3 separate regions of the Mus musculus genome follow, and all the other regions are linked to region 1. A link is a contact called in public Hi-C data. All regions are on one chromosome and are shown on one strand. The core of a region is the stretch at or near the end of the contact, and the rest is flanking DNA. Distances in the headings are between cores, read along the strand shown.

What was found. Hi-C and Micro-C count contacts between places; a contact is called where the count stands out from the background.
Region 2: a contact with region 1 is called in a Hi-C map of 3T3-L1-derived adipocytes, with 6 times the contacts expected there. The contact joins two enhancer-like sites. A contact is called at or near these places in 1 of 39 promoter capture datasets (the 3T3-L1 cell line), 1 of 15 datasets of contacts at CTCF or cohesin (pro-B cells) and 6 of 484 Hi-C or Micro-C datasets (the 3T3-L1 cell line, 3T3-L1-derived adipocytes, cranial neural crest and 3 more).
Region 3: a Hi-C map of muscle stem cells shows a contact between it and region 1, with 1.7 times the contacts expected there. The contact joins two enhancer-like sites. A contact is called at or near these places in 4 of 484 Hi-C or Micro-C datasets (the C2C12 cell line, the N1E-115 cell line, muscle stem cells and 1 more), 1 of 115 datasets of contacts at active chromatin or transcription factors (fibro-adipogenic progenitors) and 1 of 9 other capture datasets (bone marrow-derived macrophages).

The regions. Positions count from the first base shown.
Region 1 is chr10:16,634,353-16,639,124 of GRCm38.p6, reverse strand. No RefSeq gene overlaps it. Among named protein-coding and RNA genes, the nearest start is that of Gm20125, 460 kb to the left of the region's middle. Within about 2 kb of position 1,919, at least 23 of the 459 cell types and tissues checked have an H3K27ac peak or open chromatin away from gene starts, as enhancers often do. A contact at or near this core is called in bone marrow-derived macrophages and muscle stem cells, where this site is marked.
Region 2 is chr10:17,072,505-17,077,276 of GRCm38.p6, reverse strand. The region is part of intron 1 of Gm20125 (predicted gene, 20125); the gene reads left to right. Among named protein-coding and RNA genes, the nearest start is that of Gm20125, 21 kb to the left of the region's middle. Within about 2 kb of position 1,841, at least 43 of the 459 cell types and tissues checked have an H3K27ac peak or open chromatin away from gene starts, as enhancers often do.
Region 3 is chr10:17,033,105-17,037,876 of GRCm38.p6, reverse strand. All of the region lies in intron 1 of Gm20125 (predicted gene, 20125), which reads left to right. Among named protein-coding and RNA genes, the nearest start is that of Gm20125, 60 kb to the left of the region's middle. Within about 2 kb of position 2,751, at least 51 of the 459 cell types and tissues checked have an H3K27ac peak or open chromatin away from gene starts, as enhancers often do. A contact at or near this core is called in bone marrow-derived macrophages and muscle stem cells, where this site is marked.

The DNA of each region.
Region 1 (4,772 bases), core at 670-3,169:
TGGGGTGGGTGACAACTGCACATAGCCCAATTAAAAAATATATGTATATATGAACATGTATATAGTTGGAAAGTTCAAAGAGCACAAAATAATTGTTCAAGAATGAGATTATCTTAGGCAGTATAGGATTATTATGTTATTCATATTCCTAAATTAGTAATTTTAATATCTATAAAATGTAAGAAGTTAGCACAAAATGTTTTGACAGCAAGTAAAATGTGGATATATTAATATCTGTATATTTATGGTATAATTTGTTTCTTTTTACATTATGTTTAACTTAAACAGATTATGAAATATAAAGACATCAAAGTAAACACTAAAATGCATTATGTAGTGAAGAATATAAAAACATACTTTAAAAGTAATGCTGCATTTATATGTGCTAAGTTAGTATGAATATATTATACTAACATTGTTATTTAACAGTCATTTATATTGCTATGTTATGAAAGTCTGTTCAGCAGTCACATATTTTTGTCAGTGAAGAGAATATAATTATTTTGAATACAACTACTGTTTCATTTATTACACATTTGTTTTCAAATAATATCTCCTCTAATTTTGCTGTCACCAATAAAGACAGAGCTAGTTTAACTTTCTTTTTCCTCTCTCTTTTTGTTCTTCCTTCTCTCCTTTCTTTTCTTGGTTTTCCTTTTTTGTTAATGCCTATATGCCTCTGTAGCTCCTGCCACTAAATCCTCATTTCCATTGGCTGTGTGGCTGAGTCTCTTCCCTCTTGTTCCATTTTTCTGCACTAACAGCATTAGGGCAGTGGAAATGAAATGTTACAGTCAACAGTGTTTAATATTTTTTTGTTCTTATCACTGTTAACACTTCTATTACTATCAAAACGTTTGGATCAGCACTGTCAGTTACACAGAACCTGCTGACACACCAAGGAAAACTTTGATAAACAGTTCTGCTGCGTTTTTCTATATTCTGCAGAGTTCTTATGTCAAAATGTTTCTTTGTTCCTTGGGATATTTATGTTGAAAAAATATATTGTGGTTTGTTAAGGGGGTGGTTTTGTATTTCTACTTGAAGTTTTAATCCTTTACTTCTAACCTCACAGTAGGTTGCTGTAGAAGTGATTAGATTGTAACAAATATAGGATTATTGTAATTCAGGGCAGACAATAAGCTGGGAATGATTTTCTAAAGAACAAAGATGTCATTTTCATGGAAATATAACAACAGTTTCAAAGAAAGGAGCAGGTTTGAAAGAAATAAATATGTGCTTGACTAGGGCAGATTATAAGAAGAAATAAAGACCAAAATTTCAAATGAAAAATTGACAGTTCTGAAAATTTACATTCACTCTTTTCTTTGAGTTCTAAGGCTCTTTGAATGTATGCTTATGGGCTTTCAAGCTTACTGCTTGCATTCATCAGGACCCCCTCTTAAATACCTACATTTAATTGAAAGCGACATTTGACCTTGAACAAAGAACAGCAGTTTCTCATTTATTTTTGTAAGGCAGAGTCATCTTCTACTGCATATTAAATCTTCCTTTGCATGTGAAAAAATGGAATTCCCAAACGTTGTAAGCCCAATGAAATTGTATATGCTACACAGGTTAAATGTTAGATGGCGGCAGACATTATATTGAGGACATTTTCTAAATAAGTTAAATATGGAAAATAACTGAGCAAATTGTCAGTATTTTCAGAAAATATTTCCCTCCCTTTCACACTGAGTGTGGGAAAGGGATTCTCAGTGCAAGATGAACTTCACTTAGTATGTGTCAAGTTACTACAGAGGACAGTTGCTTATCCTCAAAGAATAATGCTGCTTTGACAAACTTTTGAATGGTGAGAGTTACAGAGACAGTTTTCATCCTCCACTCCCATGACATGCCATTTTATAGCTCTGCTGATGAGCACACAGCTCCATCTGGGGGCAGAGCCAGAGGGAACATTTTTTGTCTTGGCTGGATGGCTGTCATCATTGTGCAATAGAAGCTTCCTGTGTCAACAGCACTCATCCATAGCCCATTCTTGGTCATACTTCTATCTAGTTTATTTCATGACATTCTGTAAGGTCATGGTGTTCATTCTAAAAGCCCTTCTGTAGGAGTCTCAGAACCTTGTAATTGGTTCTTCTTCTCTAACTGTTCTTCTGTGTCTACACATCCATTCCTTCTGGCTTTTTCAATGTAGCTTGTATTTTTTTTTCAGATCTAAATTACAGAACATTTTCAATTCACCTCCAAAATTATCTGTACTATTTGCACTTCTCTTCCTTATTCTTCATCTTTATTTCCTGTCAGGTCTACATTCTTATCTTCAAGGGGCTGGACTACTCTAATGATCCTTGGTTCTACATATTGGGTCCTTTCTCCTGAAACAATGTATTCTCTCATTCCCACCCTTTTCATTGGTTATCTCATGGCCACACCCAGACAATATACCTGAAGTTATTTATTTGGCATTGCTAACCTAGCTTCTTTTCACTTCACACTTTGGCATCTAAGAGTATTCCTTCCTCTGCATCAACACACATGACTGATTCAAATCAATAAATTCAAATCAATAAATTGAATAAGTTACAAATATAATTTTTTATTTACCCTCACTGTAATATCATGACTAATTATGTCTTAGTAATGGCTACTTGAAACACAGAACCAGCATTCTAATTACCATTTGCCAATACTTAATCTACCATTGGCAATATGTAATGTGAGTGTGTGCACAAGTATGCATGTATGCGCGCACACACACACACACACGTGTGTGTGTGTGTGTGTGTGTGTGTGTGTGTGTGTGTGTGTGTGTGTATTTGTGGTGCAGATGTGTGTCAAGAGGTTGCTATACACATAAGTATGGATGGACATAGACTCCTTGAATGTCGTACTTTCAGCATCTACCTTGCTTTTTGAGACAAGGTCTCTCACTGACACAGAACCCACCAAATAGGCTGCTGATCCTAGGAATATGGCTATCTCTGTCTTAGCAGTAATGGATCACAGACATGTGCTCATGGACTTGGGGTGATTTGTAAGACATTTTCCCTTGCTGAACAGTATGATCTGTAGCCCTTAATCAACATCCTTTTAACTGTTGTTCCAAATAGACACGTAAGCGACAGCATCGTTCTGCTCAGAATCTTTAGTTGCCGCCTGTCAGGAGCAGGTGACTGAGTAGTATATGGTTTAAGTGATGACTTCTCCACATAGAAGGTGTGGAATTCAGCCAGCCTGTTGATTTCTTGCTGTGCCTTTTCTTACTTATTTCTTCAATTGTTCTAAACGACTTGGAGGTTGAGTTGGACAACATTGTGCTTTTTTTTTTTTTTAAATCAGTAGCATCACACATGTAAGTAGTAAAAAGATCCTGACTTTTGTCATTTTATTATTACATCTATTATAAATGTTGTCACTGCAACTATCATAGGTACTGTGATATGAAATTTAATCACTAAAGTGGTTGCACTAAGCAGCTGTGTCTACGGAGCTTAGGAAATCATGAGAATGGAATCCGTGTAATTGCAGTTGGTGATCTTTTAAAAGAAACTGAAGGGAGCATTGTGTTTTACCTTCTTTTTTTTTGTTTTCTGAGGGTTTCACAAGTGTTGCTACCTGGAAGTAGAGATTCACTGGACATAAAATCAGTCTTTTGTTTGTATTGGAATTCTTAAGTTTCAGAAGTATGATAAAACACACTACTGTGCATAATAATTTTCCATTTGTGGGTACATTTTCTTAGCAACATGAGCACAATGATACCATAGGAAATAACCATGGTACAACATTCAGTTTTTCCTATGTACAGTTTTTGACCTTCTTACTACTCATCATGATATTCCTCTAAAATCAGTCTCTTCCTTACTCCTTGGGTATTCAACATACTGGATTGTTTACAGCACATCTTCAATGTGTTTACTCTCTTTTATCTTGTTTACCAAACCTTCCTTTCTCTCTCATTCATCTCTGGAAGAAGTGACTTTACTACATAGCTAGGTAGTACATTGCAACTCTATTATTAATAATGCTTTTGATGTATGAGTTTGTTCTTGACTTTAATATTACTTTACTTTTAATATTACTTTAGTATTGCTATAAGGCTATGAATATTTGGCATGAAAAAGTAGAATTTTATTCACTTCTTTAATGCTTTACACTGTATCTAGAATACCATAAACACCAAAAAATAAATAAATAAAGCATTTCCATTTTGAAAGGAATTATTTCAATTCTAAGTGAATGCATTGTTGCAGGGGCAGAAACTCCAGGTGGGATTTAGCAGGGACTTGGATTAAATATACAGTTTGTAAAATCCCTGTTTCTTCTGTTACAGTTGTGCTCCACTGATCCCTTCTTTACAACACGTATTTGCTCAGTTATCAAATGTAGATTCTATCTCAGAAAGTGCTTTAGGGCTCTAGCTGTATTTTTCTCCATCTAAATCCATCAGTGCTTGTCTGGCCACTGGTGTTATGTTATAAAAAGAAATTTTACACTGTTCTTCCCTTGCTTAAAGATTCTTATCCCAGGTAAAAATGTATCCCATGGTTCTAAATGTGCAGTTATTTAGTCTGTCTCTTGAAGCCTTCTTTTAGCCTTGCTGTTGATAGATACCCTAAAGCATACTCAATTCTGCACTTGACAACAACAAGGGGGGACAGCGAAGTATTTTTATTTCCTCTGCGTCTTTCCATGAATTGTTGGATTTTCATAAAATGCTCCCCATTCTTGTCTCTGCATCTGTGCAAATCCACAGCTCAAGCATGCCCCATGTCTCCTCTACTCATTCACTCACTGAGGAAGGA
Region 2 (4,772 bases), core at 592-3,091, 440 kb before region 1:
AATAGAAATCCATTTAGGGGAATAGAAGGAAGGTCGACCTTCCTTTTTAATATAGTATGAAAATAAGCCAAAAATTCTGCACAAGACAGCTGGAAATTGGCTAATTTGGGGATAAAAGAAATAATCACATTTATTATGGAGTATGGGTATTTGCTTACCTCACATTTATACAGCACTATTTGTGCAGTTTTTATAAGTTCCCAAGAAGATTGAATAGCATTCAATACTTTATAGATAGATACCCAATAGATTTTTTGAGTTTTGAATAAATAAATCTAGCACTGTCATCATTGAATTACAAATTCCCCAGGAAATGTTTGCCATTTTCAAAAATTTCAGGTTGATATTCCTCCACATGGGAAACTGAAAGACACAGTAGAATTTTAAAATGAAAGCATAATATTCAAGGCATCACAGTAATTAGATTCATTAATTGTAATTAGAGAGTTGGGAGACAATCTTCATGGATTCATCTGCCACAGTTCAGAGAACTGCAGCTATCCATGTCTCTAGAGGAAGGGTTTATATAGATAAATGCTAATGCAATACTGTAGAATTTGTAGTATTGAGATAAAAATATGAGAATTATGGTCTTTGCTTTTGTTAAATAATCTATATAAATAACCCTAAAAGGATATTATATACTGTGGTATTCAGCATTTCAGACATAATGCCCACATGTTTATATAATGTTTGAATGGAATGTTGAAATAAATAGGTGGTACGTCACATCTATACTAGGATAATTATTGTTCAGAAAATATAGAATATTGTTTTCTGTAACATGGAATTTGAAATCTATTGAGCAATAACTGTGATTTACGTCCAAACCTAGCTTGAAGTTCTGCAGTGTTTAAGCTGAGTAGCTACGATAGTGTAGCTGTCCAAGTGTGCTTTTGGCAGTGAGCCCTGACCAACCTCTGGAAATTTGCACAATTCAGGGACAGAAACATACAGAAACATACATTGGAAGCGGAGAACTGTAATCATAAAAATATATGGATGTATAAACTTGTTTGTAGAAACACTTGTAAGCAACAATTAATTAAATTTGTATGTGGGACTTACTGCTGCCTGATTGTTTTTATAATGTCAAAGCCTAATTTTAAATATTTAAGGAAACAAACTATTTCAAATAAAGAAGTAAAAAATAGTGAAAATGTTACTTTAAAAGCACACACACACACACACACACACACACACACACAAAAGTATACTGAGGCTGTTCTACAGTATTTTAATTTCCTTTTAGCTTATTTACCAATCAGCTTCAAAGGTCACTGTGAGAAACAACTTTCTGGGTACTACTTACTTTGGGTCAGCATAGTCATGATTTGTGGGTGGAAATAAGAGTCAAATGTTATTCTGGGGATTGTATTCCTTGTTTTCAATAACCTCTGTCCTCTACCATTCCCGAGAGCTTTGCATTTAGAAGAGATTGGAGCACAATTAATTTAAAAACAGCCGAAGCAGTACAACAGAAATGACACAGCAAGCTTTCCAGGACACACTCAGGAAGTAAGAGAAAAAGAACAGGGGTGAGTAGCAATTTAATTGCTTTCTCTTGTGTGTTTACTTGGTGTGGGGCAAGGGCAGAGGAAGAAGGGCAATTACATTAACTGGGCTAGAAATTTTGCCACATAACCACTAAGAGTAAAAGTCCTTGCAAATATTTTGCAAATGATTTAGTGTTGGCTAAATCCAATACATGTTTTTACCATGAATTTTCTATTTAAGAAGTTTTTTTTTTTTTTTAAATCCGGCTTTAAGAAAGAAAATGCAATCCATATGTTACTGATTCATTCACACTTATCATATTCTGCGTGAGTAAGTTGGTGTCCAAAACTTTTGGGGTTTTCAACCAGGAAGTTACATTTTATAGCACCAAAAAGGACGTTAGACTTGGAAAGTTTTTGACTTTGATTTAAATACAGAGTCCAAGGAATCTTAGTGGGTTCTAAGCTTGGCAGTGTGCCCTCACCCTAGTTAACATATTGATGGAGTTATATATATTCTTATACACATGGGTTAAAAACACAGCTGTTAATTCTGATTTGATTTTGATGCTAGATATAGTCCTTTTGACTTCCTGGTTTGTTTGCCACGAGAAAACAATTGGCCACTTGTTTTGTTATTCAAAAATTTTTATATATTGACCTATATCCTTAAATATAAAATAAGTGTTATCAAATATGTAACAAAGCTGGTGTGTGGAAAATGCATAATTTTCCCTATGGGCTATTTGGTAATATGGAACACAGGCCTCTAAAATGTGATGAAAAGAAGGACTGTGGAACAATGGGTCATGATGGCTAATTTTATAGGGAACACATGCATACAGTCTAATTTAAAACACATGGTGCAGCAGTTATAGGCAAAGGCTCAGAGAATTAGACAGGAATTCTGCTTCATAAAAAAGCAAACAGTTCCTTCTTTCTCCTGCCTTTTTCTTCGAGGAAAAAGATCCCATTCAGTAATGCTTTAACAATTGCAAGGCCCACCCACAGGTCTCACATGAGGCTGCAAGCCTTCTGATTCAGGTATGGATGCCCTGCTGCGCTTGCTTGATGACTCAAAGATGTGATGTGGCATTAGAGGTACAGCTCCCAGGATGCATTTGTGTCTTTTATAGGCCATCTTTATTAGGTGCTGTGCAGAGGAACAGTATTGTGTGCTATTGATTACTCTGAAACAGGGGGCTATTGTTTTTATCTGCAGAGGAGCGGGGAAGCAGCACATTCAGCTCACTGCTCATTTTGAAGCAGGGACTTTGAGATGAACGTGGTTAAGCTGTTAAATCCTCTATTCTGAAGAGCTTTGAGATTGGCAACACAGTAAACATCAAAGCAATTAGCGCTATAATCGTCTTGCTTGAAAAAAAATTAGACAAAGTTCTTTCTGGAATGGTTATATTCATGTGCCAAGTTGACTGGGACAGAGTGCCCAGATATTTGGCCAAACATTACTTTTGGAGTGTGTCTATGATTTTTTCTATGAGGTGTGAATAGGCAAACTATTTATAAATAAAATCAGTTAATTCTACCACTGCTCCAGTGTGAGTGGTCCCCATCCTGTGTACTGGGGCCTGGCTAGAAGGAAATGCTATCAAGCAAGGATTTGCTCACGAAGAGAGGGGTTTTTTATTTTTGCTTTGAGGTCAGTTGCTTGATCCTCTCTAAGACTTCATAAAATACAATTTTAGTTGATGGATTCATTAAAACCCATAGTCTGTTCCCTAATCCTCTGGGCTCATCAAAATGACTCTCTGAGCACACAGTAAGTATATTAACCTTTCTGGAACAAACTCACACTAATTAATTTAGTGGAGGAGGTTTCTGGAGACGCTTCTTTTATTTAGAGAAGGGGAGGGCATATTGAGATTGAACCCCGGTCTCATACTTGCTAAGCAGGTGTTCTACCCCTGACCGGTAGCCCTAGCTTGCAGACTCTTAAACAGCTTCTTAAAATAAGCATAGTTTCCTTTAAATGACTTGCAACAGAACATTCATTCACTATTTGACAGAAGTAAAAAGATAGTTTCTTAATGCATAGCAATATGGTAAACATTACCATTTCTGGGGACCTGAGTTTTTGAAAGGGGAAAACAGCACCAACAATTCAGTGGTTTAAAGCATTCAAAACTTGGCAAAGTACTTCCCTAGCATGCCTTCCAGGACAGATAACACAGTCATTACAGTACTTTCCGCACTCAGGTCTGATGTCCTTGGGTCTGATGCCCTCATCTTTGCTCATTTTATTAGAGACACACTCAGAATTTCTTTCCATGAACCACCCACATATCGTCTCATACTCCAGAATATGTCTGCAATGTCTGTCTTGTACTGGTTTTATCTTCCAGAGTGTACATCATTAGTATGTCCCTGGTCTATGCTGCTGTCTGTCTTCAGCCTGATGAAAAGGTGTCAGTTGTTTTGCTCCTGAAATCAAATGGTGGGTGACAGTCATTCACCAGCAACCTTGCAGAGCCCCCAAGATCCTTCCTACTCACAGAAGGATGTCACAGTGCAGTTGAGAGTGTTATCTCTGGGTGACCTTGACTTTTCTAACTTAAAAACATAAGTAAAACATTTGCAAACTTGGAACTATTAATAGGAACAAACTGCTTTCAACAGACTGACAGGACCATTGAATCTTGACCTCTGTATCTAGTAGAGAAGATAAGTGGTTATTTTGATCTCGTAAAACTCTCATATCTAGAAAGATAATAATGTACACAGCACATAGACAAGATGGAATTTGACTTACATGACAAAGGAAGCAAAGTTGAAACAATTAAGAAGAGTTTTCTCCATGTAATTTTGTAGAACTTTCTATTTTAATATTATTTATTTATTTATTTATTTATTTATTTATTTATTTATTTATTTGAGATAGGGTCTCCACACGAAGAGTATGGCCTCAACCTCAGAGAGTGCTGGAACTGAAATCATGCATCACCACACCCAGACCTTTCTGTACAATTTTAGAGAAAAGACTTGAATCAACTCTTTACTTATGGGCATGTTTCCAGGGCCCAGAGAAAAGTGATTATTTCAAAGCTTCTCAAGTGTATGTTCCTAAAAGAAAAGCAAAAAGTGATAAAAGTCAGAACAAGCAAAGAACATAAAACCTATAGTTCTCAGTAGGTTCGGCCTCAAGAAGATTAACTCTAACCTACAGCGTTTATAGTTTCTATCAGTGAAAATGCTGGACAGTCATGATTTAACTTTGGAGCAGTAGCTGTGCCTTCTCATTCTCTCCGTGTATTTGTG
Region 3 (4,772 bases), core at 1,502-4,001, 400 kb before region 1:
TGGAGACGAGGGCACTCAAATAAAATGCCCAAATTATTCACCTGTCTACTAAGTTGAAGTGTGAAGAACTTGAGAAGTTGCTAGGAAGGCTCACTTAGACTCAGAAGAGCCCTGATGTCATCAGAGATGGGCAACCCCTGAAGAGGTCTTTAGTTATAAGTAATAAGGATGCTCTTTGGCCTGTGGTCCTGGAAAGGAGATTTGCATCCCACGATCGGATGGATGTAATGCTTCTGCAGTAGATGAGGAGACCCCAACACACCCTGCAATTGAGCTGGATAGCCTTAGCTGTTCATGTTTTTTTTTTTTTTTTGTCTTTGGGCAGTCCCCTTTGAAACTGTCCCAAAGATGTGAATCCTCATCCAGGAAAATTTTATTGTGCCAGTTTATAACCACATTCTTAGCATTAGCACCACAAGATAAATTATAAACCCTAGCCTTTCAAGGTATTTATTTCAGTGGTTCCAGGAAATCTTTCAAAAATTCTTATTTAACATTTTAAATGATTGTACTAATTTGGCAGCGCATGAAAACACAGAGTGGCCCTTTCATTTGGGTAATTCCCTGAATTAAGCCAAGTTATGACACCAAATGCACTCTGTGGAAAAGAATGTTTATTCTTGCAAATGCTGAACTTGATGCTCCCACTTGAGCCAAGAAAATTCCAAGCTGTTCTTCGGTACCACGAAGAATCTCTGTTTCTAGTTCTGTTGAAGTAATTGCTTTTCACCAGTCTTCTGAGGGAACCATATTAAGAAATGTAGAAATGTTAGGAAAGAAATAGATGCTTGATTTGGCCTTGTGTTTGAGAGAGTCATGATGGTGCCAGAGAGGAGTAGAATTATAAAAGAACAACTTAAGAGAGGTTCCTTAGAAAACTGGGTATGATGTGGCCAAAGGCAAATACATAGGTCAGGACAGACTGTGACTAGAGAAGGCTATAGTCCCAGTTTTCTTTCAGGCCTTTGTTTAAAAAAAAAATACACACTAGGGAATTTTCTAATAGATGCTATTCCTTTTTATATCCAAAATTATAAAACTGTTGGAAAAATGATAACTGTAGATGCTCAAGGAGAATAAGACCAGGATGCATTGATGCTCTCAAGAGAGCTAAGTTTTGTGATTAACAGAAGGTAGAAATAATTAGTGGTTGCTGTTAATGATGTATAATGATCTCTGGAAATATTCGTCTATTTTGGATATGGTAGCTATATCTTAGCACTAGTGTATTGTGGGTAACAAACAGGTATTAACTTTGGCTCCTACTGCAGAAATGACTCAAGCAGTTGAATGTATAGGATCAAGCATCTCATTCAAACTCACAAAGAGAAAATGCTATGCTTCAGGGAAAGGTGGCCAGGTACCATATCTTTGTTGACAACACATATTTCAAAGGTAAAAATCTAAGGTCCTTCCAAGTGTATGTGTAGGATTTCAGAGTTTCTTCACTTTAGGTGCTATAAAGAAAGGTAAATGTTTTACATACGAAATGTGCTACCTGTTGCCTTCAACACACATCTGCCATAGTTAACACATATATGAATGTGACCCAACACTTTTATAGAGGACTATTTCCTGTCACAATAACAAAAAGTTAGACAAGACCAGCACTGTGTAATGTCAACACCATTTGCTCTTCCTGCATGAACTCTGAGAACTCCTACTTAGAGTTATTGACCAGAATAAGTAGCTAGTTGGATAACCCAGGTTCAATAGTTTTGTGGCGTGTTGAGGCTGTGCCTTGTTTGGATTAATTTTGCTAATCTGTCATCACATAGTAACTGAAGCTGTGCATCATGGTGTTTTCTATAATGTTATGTAAAATCTCGGATGTGGAAGAAGCAGAGATTTTCCCATCTGCCCACATTTGAGATGTGTGGGAGCAAATGCCAAGACGTATATATCTATTAGAGGATTAAAAAAAAGTAACAAAACATGTGGTCATATTGTTAAATGTATTCTGGGGCTATGGTATTTTTTTTTACAAGCGTAGCCTTATCATTGAGCAAACCTTTGGATCTGATTTTTGAAGCAGAGATGAAGTTTTCTGTTACATAGGAAGAAAACCACTGTGGGAAGTCAACTTTATTGTCCACAAAATCAAAGCAATAAAATTCAAAAAGTGTTTTCTTTTCTTGAGTTGTTAAAATTCATAACTTCCAAAAACAGCACATTTTTTATTTTTCTCCTCTCAGAGTTCACCAAGTAAGACAGACTGTGCTGGGCCATTACTGTTCTCATCAGTTTAGATTTATATGATGCATACACCCAAGTGAACATCTGGACAGTTAGTGAATACATTTCATTTGAAGGTCCTTGTAGCATGTCTTTTTTTCCCCTGTATATAGAACACCCCTTTGGAAAACAACATAAATAGGAAGATAACATTCAGCTCAAGAGAAATATTTTTAAAAGTAAGAATTACTAGAAACAGGATTATTGAGAAATTTTATTACACACAATAAAGGTATAAGCAGGATCATAAAGCACCCTAAGGATATAAAATGTGCTGACAATTTGGGCTTTATCTTGCATCCAGGAAGACAGTGAACTTGAACTCATTTGTGACTTCCAAGGCAACTAGCTGTAACCACAGTGTCTAGTGCCTCTCAGGCCCCAGAGGATATTTTTCAGCCTGGATAAGTATTTCATAGAGACATTTAAGCCAGGCGCTTTATGTAGTAGGATTGGTGATTCAGTGTATGGCATTTAACAGTGTGAGTCAGAATTAAATGGATGTCTCACTATTATAGTTGTGGAGCTAATGGAAGGGCCACCTCTCAGATGAGTCATTGAACACAGATCCTGCTCTGGGCCACTTACTAAAGCTTGTGCAATCATTTTCCCAACAGCGAAGATGATAACCTTGATGTTCTGCCCTTTGCAAGTTCAGATGATCAAGCTGCTCATCTCTGTGTTCCCCAAAATAGATCTGAGCTTCAAAACCACCCTTTGTCATCATTCATTATTCCTTCTTCCTTCCATGCTACGTCTTTATTCATTGCATGTAAAGATGCAATTACAGTGTTTTAACTCTTAATGCACTCGGGCATGAGTAAACTGCCCTTGGATTTATAACCCCACTTTGCTCCAAAAATATTTGAGGAAGCTTATAAAAGACACATGCCTGCTACAACTATCAAAGCAAGGACAAATGAATGTGATTATAAGCTATGTTAGGTCGAGAATGAATTTAGAGGCTAAAGATAGCTTCGGAAACTGAGCCTCTCTGAACTTCCTGATGTATCCTTTGGCTTGCTTTTTAAAGGTCAGTGTGTTATTTAGCATTTTTCATGTAGAATAAAAGCTAATGAAGGAAGCTAGCACCATTATTGAACATAGTTTATCAACCAGATTGAAAGTTTATTATTTTTATTGTTATTATTACCATTATTATAATTATTTGGCAGTTAATCAGAGTGGCATATGAGAGCTGATAAACAAGATAAGCCATCAAAGGACAGAAAACCAAACATTTGTCCTCGTTTTTAACTAGGTCACTGGTCAGCAGGGTGAAATGAATTATGTATTTCATGGGGTCTTACTGGGAAAACATAAGAGAACGGATGTTAATAGAATCTTAGTATTACTACGAGTATGGAAAAAATGTAGCTATTAGTACATGTATGGCCTGATATTTCTCTGAGGAATTGTAAAATATAGGTGGGAAGTAAGGTTTTAGCAGGCTACTCCATGTCCATCCCAAGTCGGCAATCTCAAAGTTGAACTCAATAGCAAAAGGGTACCTGAGGCCCTGATGTGTCTCTATCTCTGTCTATCTCTATCTCTCTTCTTTTTCTCCATGTCTAATTTATCTATCATCTATTATCTATCTATCTATCTATCTATCTATCTATCTATCTATCTATCTATCTATCTATGTATCATTAGGACTGATCTCTTCTTAACTTCTCAATTCCTTAAAAATTAATAGAAGAAGAAGAAAAGGAAAGAAGAAGAGCCGGGCATGGTGGCGCACGCCTTTAATCCCAGCACTCGGGAGGCAGGCAGATTTCTGAGTTTGAGGCCAGCCTGCTCTACAAAGTGAGTTCCAGGACAGCCAGGACTATAGAGAGAAACCCTGTCTCAAAAAAAAAAAAAAAAAAAAAAAAAAAAGTAGGGCTGGAGGTGTAACTCAGTTATAGAGTTCTTGCCTAAAGTGCACAAAGACTAGGTTCATAAAACTGGGCATGGTAGCATGTGCCTGGAATCTCAGCACTTTGGAGAAGTTGAGAGTAAGAGCTTATCATTGGCTACATAGTGAGTTTGAAGCAAGCTGGTTATATGAAAAGCTATCATGAACAGAAAGAAGGAAAGCAAGGAAGGAAGGAAGGAAAGAAGGGAAGGAGGGAGGGAGGGAGGGAGGGAGGGAGAGAGAGAGAGAGAGAGGAAGAAGAAGAAGAAGAAGAAGAAGAAGAAGAAGAAGAAGAAGAAGAAGAAGAAGAAGAAGAAGAAGAAGAAATGAAAAAGAAGTAAAGGAAGCACGGAGTAAGTTTAGAAACTGAGAAGAAAGGGGTAAGAATTATTGCCTAACTTTATAGCCGCATATATACTATTGGGAACTAAACATAGGACCTTAATCTTGGGCCCTTTAAAATTGATTTTATTATTTGACAGTTTCATACCTCTATATAATGTATTCTGCTGCTGTTTCCCCGACACCTCTTAACTTCTTTCCACCTCGCACCCATGCACATCCAGCTTCACCTCTATCAGTCACTTTCCCAGAGTGATGGTCGTGGTGTTATTTTGTGAGTCATTTTAGTTTAACC